2 separate regions of the Oryzias latipes genome follow, and region 2 is linked to region 1. The links are chromatin contacts, called in public Hi-C maps. All regions are on one chromosome and are shown on one strand. The core of a region is the stretch at or near the end of the contact, and the rest is flanking DNA. Distances in the headings are between cores, read along the strand shown.

What was found. A called contact is a pair of places that touch in the nucleus more often than the background predicts.
Region 2: a contact with region 1 is called in a Hi-C map of embryo, with 2.1 times the contacts expected there. The contact joins two enhancer-like sites. A contact is called at or near these places in 4 of 5 Hi-C or Micro-C datasets (embryo, fibroblasts and gastrula embryo).

What each region holds. Positions count from the first base shown.
Region 1 is chr5:26,049,486-26,052,626 of ASM223467v1, reverse strand. No RefSeq gene overlaps it. Among protein-coding and RNA genes, the nearest start is that of LOC101162832, 19 kb to the left of the region's middle. Within about 2 kb of position 1,431, at least 2 of the 8 cell types and tissues checked have an H3K27ac peak or open chromatin away from gene starts, as enhancers often do. A contact at or near this core is called in embryo, where this site is marked.
Region 2 is chr5:26,106,786-26,109,926 of ASM223467v1, reverse strand. It overlaps LOC101162832 (extracellular sulfatase Sulf-2), which reads right to left. Exons shown (of 21, transcript XM_011475383.3): 10 at 3,036-3,092; 11 at 2,800-2,929; 12 at 1,709-1,916; 13 at 662-920; 14 at 1-41. Among protein-coding and RNA genes, the nearest start is that of LOC101156731, 5.1 kb to the left of the region's middle. Within about 2 kb of position 1,571, at least 1 of the 8 cell types and tissues checked has an H3K27ac peak or open chromatin away from gene starts, as enhancers often do. A contact at or near this core is called in embryo, where this site is marked.

The sequences.
Region 1 (3,141 bases), core at 182-2,681:
GAGAGAGAGAAATGAAAAGAAAAAACAATAGTTGAAAATACAAAACAGCAGCTGTTACAACTAAACATTTAGACCAAAAAACATTTGGTCACAGATTTAGGTTTATAGTTTTTTTTAGTTCAAATTTCAAATTCACTTTTTTCCCCCTCATTTTTAACATTTCTTTTGAGTTTAAAATATATATTGCTCAATTTTTAAAATAATTTTTACTTTCAAATTTGTAATAATTTCTTTAAGCTCATAGTGTGTACTTTCGAGTTATTTTTTTATATTTTTAAATCTGGTTTTTCATTCACTTAAAATGAATTGATTGAAACGGAAAATCCAAGAAAACCAAGTCAAGCATTGCATCAATCAATACTACTTTACTACTGAACATAAACATAACAACATTGTTGTGGAATACATTTTTTGAAGTCTATACATGTAAATGCAAAAATGCTTTGAAACTAACTTTGCCTCTGAACTGAAAGCCAACTAGACACAGTGGTGCAGAAGAACAAATTGTGTGCATTAATTTGTTCTTATTGAAAATCAAATAAGAAACCACTATTAACTCTAACTGTTTGCACTTTTCTTCAAACCCAAAGTGTCACAATGGAGGGGAAAAACAGCCGCATGTGGCTCCTGACCCTCAGGTTGCAGACCCCTGCTTTATTCGGTCAATTTTAAAAGTTTATTTTAGAGTCAGAAACTGTGAATGTCACCTAATTTTAGAGAAACTAAATATAATAACCTCCAGGTTCCAAGCATATCCTCCTAATTTAGATACAAAGATGAGAGAAGTTAATGAATGTTGCCGTTTCTTCAGTGTTTTACCTGTAAGTCCTTAGCCTTGACCGAGGAACAACTTCAGCCATTTTTGTCGCGAGATGTCAGATTTCTTGTGTTCACATAACTGATCCAGACACTAGATGGCGCCACGAGCTCGTTCTGTTCCCCGAGTCTGAGGGAATCTCTTCAACATCGGGTGGGACTGCTCTTTTGTGATAAAACTGTTTTCAGTGAAATTTGTCGAGAGTGGGAGTTTCTTTAGTTTTTCTTTAAGTTTTTTGACAATGATACCTCATATAAGTTACTTTTTTCATTTCATCTATACCAATTTGGAATTTATAAAGGTAGATTCTTTTTTACATTTTTAGAGTTTTACCATAAATTAGCTTTTTTCTAGAAGTTATATAATAAATGCACATTATTTGCAGCTTTTTATGACTCCTAAAAAAGTTGTGACTTAACTCTTTTCTTTGGTGAAAAAAAAGAGCGCCAATGTCAAAAACTCACAGTTTATCGATTTCAATCATAAAGCAAAAGGTGTAAATGAGATATGACAGCAGCATCTGACATCCATTGCCCTGGAGGCCAAATGTCTGTTGGTGTGTGTACATGCGTGTGTGTGTGTATGTGCACGGGTTTGGCTTACATAAACTCCTCCAAGAGCCATGGGAGAGTAGGAGAAAGAGGAGTGCAGTAATAACCTGTGGATCACTTCTCCCTGAGTCAACATAAAGACTCTGTGTTTATTTTTCATTAATTCTCCAAACCCCTGAGCTCCTGCAGATGAGGCCTCCTACACACAAACAAAATCTCATCCAAACAACATGCTCCATTTTTACGGCCGTGCATCCTGAAACCATGCTTCCTTTGCGAACGCTGCATGAGAACCAGGCTGTTTGCACGGGCTCCCAGTTTTCTCATGGGCACAGCAGAGATCTCACAGTTTGAACAACAGGCTACACCCTCAGAGAGAAGCCCATGATCTCTTTAAGTACGTCTCAGAGAATTGTTGTTGCCATTTCCCGCAGAGTTGTTATTACAGGCATTAAGGTGAGTGTGACAAAGGTTTGGTGAGATTACGGATGGCAGCAGCAGCTGGATGATAGATGGAGCCTAGCTTGTTTCATGTGCTGAACTGAGCGGATCAACTGTTAGGAAAGGCTAACCATAAGTGAAAGAGAGTCGGCAGAGAGGAAAGTTGAGTGAAAGTTTAAGTGCCACCTGCAGACAGCAGGGCTTTCACATTGCCGTAAAAAGCCTAGTTAAGGCAGTTTGTTACAAACCAAGTTAACACACTGAAGCTGTTTACAACCGGAGCTGATGCTCTGTAAAGCTTTTTACACAGTCGCTACGACTCACTGCTTTGGCACATACCACCACCCATCCACACATGAGCTGCTCTGGCAAGGCCTGGTGAAGTAATCACCAAAAATAAAAAACATCTTCAGTGACAGCATTCAGCGAGTTTCTCACCTAATGAAAGCTGCTGAAAGCTGATGAGTTCACAGAAACTGCAGAACAGCTGGATGGGTCATATGGATTTGAATGCACTTTATAATTGAAAACCTTTTTGTTTCTATTATTAAATTCATACTTTTATCTGTGCTGTCATTTATAATTTAGGATTAATTTTTACAAATCTCTAAGGAAACTGTTTTTATCTGTTTGTCAATGCGAGAAAAGTCCGTTAGACATACGTAGAACAGTTGTGAAAAGCCATAAATTTGGGTATGCATCTTGCAAAAATCACGCGCAATTGCATAAGATTTACGTCATAATTGCTTATAAACTACGTTAAATATGCATGAATCAATAATAATATTAACAGATTAGATTTATTTGATTTTGGTGATGGTAACTACAAATGTAGCCTAAGCTGCCCTGGAGCAGAATGACAGAGGTGTGGCTGCCAGTTTGCGCCTACGGCCCCTCTGACCATCATCAGCACATTCATACACATTCACACACCAGGGGAGCCACACTGGAGGCAGGGAGGGTGAAGTGTCTTGCCCAAGGTCACAACGACAGCTGGCTGGGGGAGCGCCGACCCTTCGGTCTTTGGACAACCTGCTCTAACACCTGAGCCACTGGCGCCCGAATTGCATAATTCTCAACTGATTAAAACTTTTGAACATCTCAAAACCGAATTCACATAAAGACCCATCAGCTGAAACCCTCGACAGACATCTTCGTGCATCGACGAATGGCGAATGCAAGAAACACTCGTGGATTACTTTTATCATGCAAGTATCATGAAAGACCAAAATGTCTTACACGGAAAATGCATAAAATGTACGTACCGGCTGTGTGACACGGCCTTAAACTCTTGAATAGCAGCAATCATGAGCAACTAGAAGTCCTCTATTA
Region 2 (3,141 bases), core at 322-2,821, 57 kb before region 1:
CTCCATCACACTTTACTGTAGCATTCATGAGGATGGAGCATCTGCAGGATATTACAGACATGTATGGAACCTGATTTTGAAGACAGTAAATACTTATCTAGATCCTCTCAAGTGATTAATAAAGAAGTAATTTTGACCTCATCACACATGTTACTGAACATTGACAAAAACAAGCATAAAACAAAATAATGAATGGACTTTTTTTTCTCTTGCATCCTCAAAATTATGTCTTGGCTTTTTTATGCTTGATAGCATAAATTGTGTCTTCTGTAAGAAAAGAAGTCCATTATCCGTCCTGCTAGATGATAGCAGTTTCTTAGCACAGACCAAGTGAAAAAGGAATAATTCACAGTCCAGTACAGACAATCTTTGGCATCACGCAGTTTCACTCAGTCAATTCTTTCTCTGCTTTTAAATTTCTAAATATCCCCACAAGATTTCATTGTTTTTACTGTGTGAAAGCCAAACACAAAACAAAACTAACTGGGCAAAAGAAGAAACAGCAGGTCTGTGTAACTTGAGTTTTCTCAGTCTGGTAGGGCTTTTGTCCCAGCATGCAAATGGTCACATCTCCAAATGCAAATCCACTCGTAGGCTAAATTGTTTCCATTCAGTTCGTTTCACTAGCAGAAACATGTACACACGCATCCTGCTCACACACCTGTGGGTGACTTTGAGGCCAGCAGGTGGTGTGAGACTGTTGCTGCTTGTGGGTTTGGCCGCAATTCCATTTCCGCTGATTTCTTCAGGGTCGTCTTCATTCCCTGCTATTCTCCACCTGTTTCTGGTCCAGCTGCTGTTCCTGAGCCCACCGGGTCGGTAGGTCTCTTTAAGATCAACTGCATACAAATCTCCACCCAGCTCATACAGAGCAGAGCGGGCAGATCGCTTCCTTGACAAAGTCTTGATGGATTTCATCTCTGATTAAAAGGACAGAGGAGCAATGCTTTGTGAATTACACATGTGAATACTCTATGCATTACTTTTACATTTTGCATAAATTTTTGTCTTTGTTGCTTTCAATATTCAATCATTATAGACGTGTGCATTTGCGCTTGCTGTCCACTTGATGGCAGCACTGGTCTGTGCTGTTTGTCTTAAATGTGGTTATAAGATGAGAGTGGCCCATTTTGCAGCTGCCAACTAGGCTGTTTCAAAGAATTTGTGTTTTTGTGAAATAACAAACAGAAACATCCACATCTATTGATATCAACAGGAATGACAGCATTGGAGGGAGGAGCAGTGACCTTTTACATGACCATCATCCAACCCATCCACACAACTTTTAATACATTTTGGTTTCTGTAGCAACTGCCAGGAACAAGACCAAGCTGCAGTCTGTCATCAGCTCTGCAGAGAAGGTGAATGGCTGCAGTCTCTCATCCCTCATGCAGCCCGTCCGTCTTTCAGATCAGGAGACATGCAGGCAGGACATCAACCGACCCCCTCCCATCCTGGACATGCAGTGTAAAACTCAGTCTAATTGGATCAGGACCCCCACTACAAGAACAACTTCTTTCTCACTGTGGCTACTTTGTTTAACAGTGACCCAATCACCCTGTTGACCCCCCCCCCCCCAAGCCTTACTCCCACCACCGCAAAAGCTTTACTCCCGCTTACTCCCAGAGCCATTAGTTGACACCAAGCTGCAAAATGTTTATGGTCCCACCGAGTCACTCTTTGATTCTGTGTCTAAAGAAGAACTTACTCTTTTTGTTGAGCAGCCCTTTCTTTTTCAGGATGGATGTCTTGAAGCTGATGTCACCACAGGAACATCCGTCAGAGCTGATTGTGAGAGACAGCTGGGAGGCACTGCTGGCCATCAGAGCCTGCATGCGGGGGGCAAAGAGTCCTGCCATGCCCTTGCACTTATAAAGCCTCAGTTTGCCAGTCGGGTCCTCCACACACTGCCATTTCTAAAGCAAAACAGAAAATGGTTTCAGACTTAATAAGATTAAACATTTCTCTCAAGAAAATTATTCAGAAATATCTGTGCTTTGAGCTCCACTCAAATAATCTTTTGATCTATTGTAAAAGCATTCCCAGTGGTCTTTTAACTATGCTTATGCCGTTTTTAGCCATATTGAAAATAGTTTTTGTAAAGCTGCAGCAGTCCATTAAAAATTTGCCTCTAAGTTGTTGGCAGGACTGTTGGTGCGGAGAAAGCCCACCCCCACTTCCCGTCACCCATCTGTTTACACAATCTCCCACTAGCTTACAGCCCCTTACACTCCAACCTAACATTACAAACCCAAAAATGGTGACCACCATTTGAGACAGATATCAGATCAGACGAGGAAAATGATGACCCACATGGATCCAGTCATCTACAAGTGGATGCATCGGAATGGAGTGGAGCAGGGAGCTTGTGGCACAGTGTTGTAGTTTGTACATAACAACTACAAGCCTGATTCACAGCAATTTGATTAAAGCAATACTCAGAAATGCATTTTTAAGCTTAATTTTGTATATATCTCCTCAAACATCAGAAAAATGCCACAAGAACATGTTAAAATCACCAAAAACTGATTTTCATCTTGTGGTGGTGTTGAGAACCACTGGTATGACAGCTCTAATCCAGAATTCATAATTCACAGGTTTCCAACAAGCTATACATTCTTTTCAAATGTGCACACCAACTAGAAAAAGTAAGAAAACAGAAAGTTAAAATGAACCTCAAGAGTGCAGTACCTGCATATTTTACTGAGTTCTAAATGATCCCCAGATTTGGCTTTACTCTCTTTTGTTCCCATGAATTTTTAATAACCTCTCTTTCTTTAACTCTTGCAGGCCAAATACCTGTCCTGGCTGCTGGCAGGAGCTCTGGTACTCCGCTTTCTGACACAAATCCTTGACCCTCTGGTACTTTGGTAGGAAGTTCTCTTCTTGGGCCATTTCCTTCCCATCAGTTCTCTTGTGTGGAGGCTTCCTGATAGCCCAGAAAGAAAAAGACACCGACAAAGAGATTGATGTGGAGAGAAAACAATGCCTGGAATGAGAACCTGTCTTTTAAAAGGTCAGTCAATAAAACACACCCTCTTTCCACCAGGAAGGAGTCTCGCCATGTTTTACTTTTTCTGTTCAACTGGAACCTGGAATATAAAGGAAAACAATGTGACAATCATGCATGTGGAGGGAAAA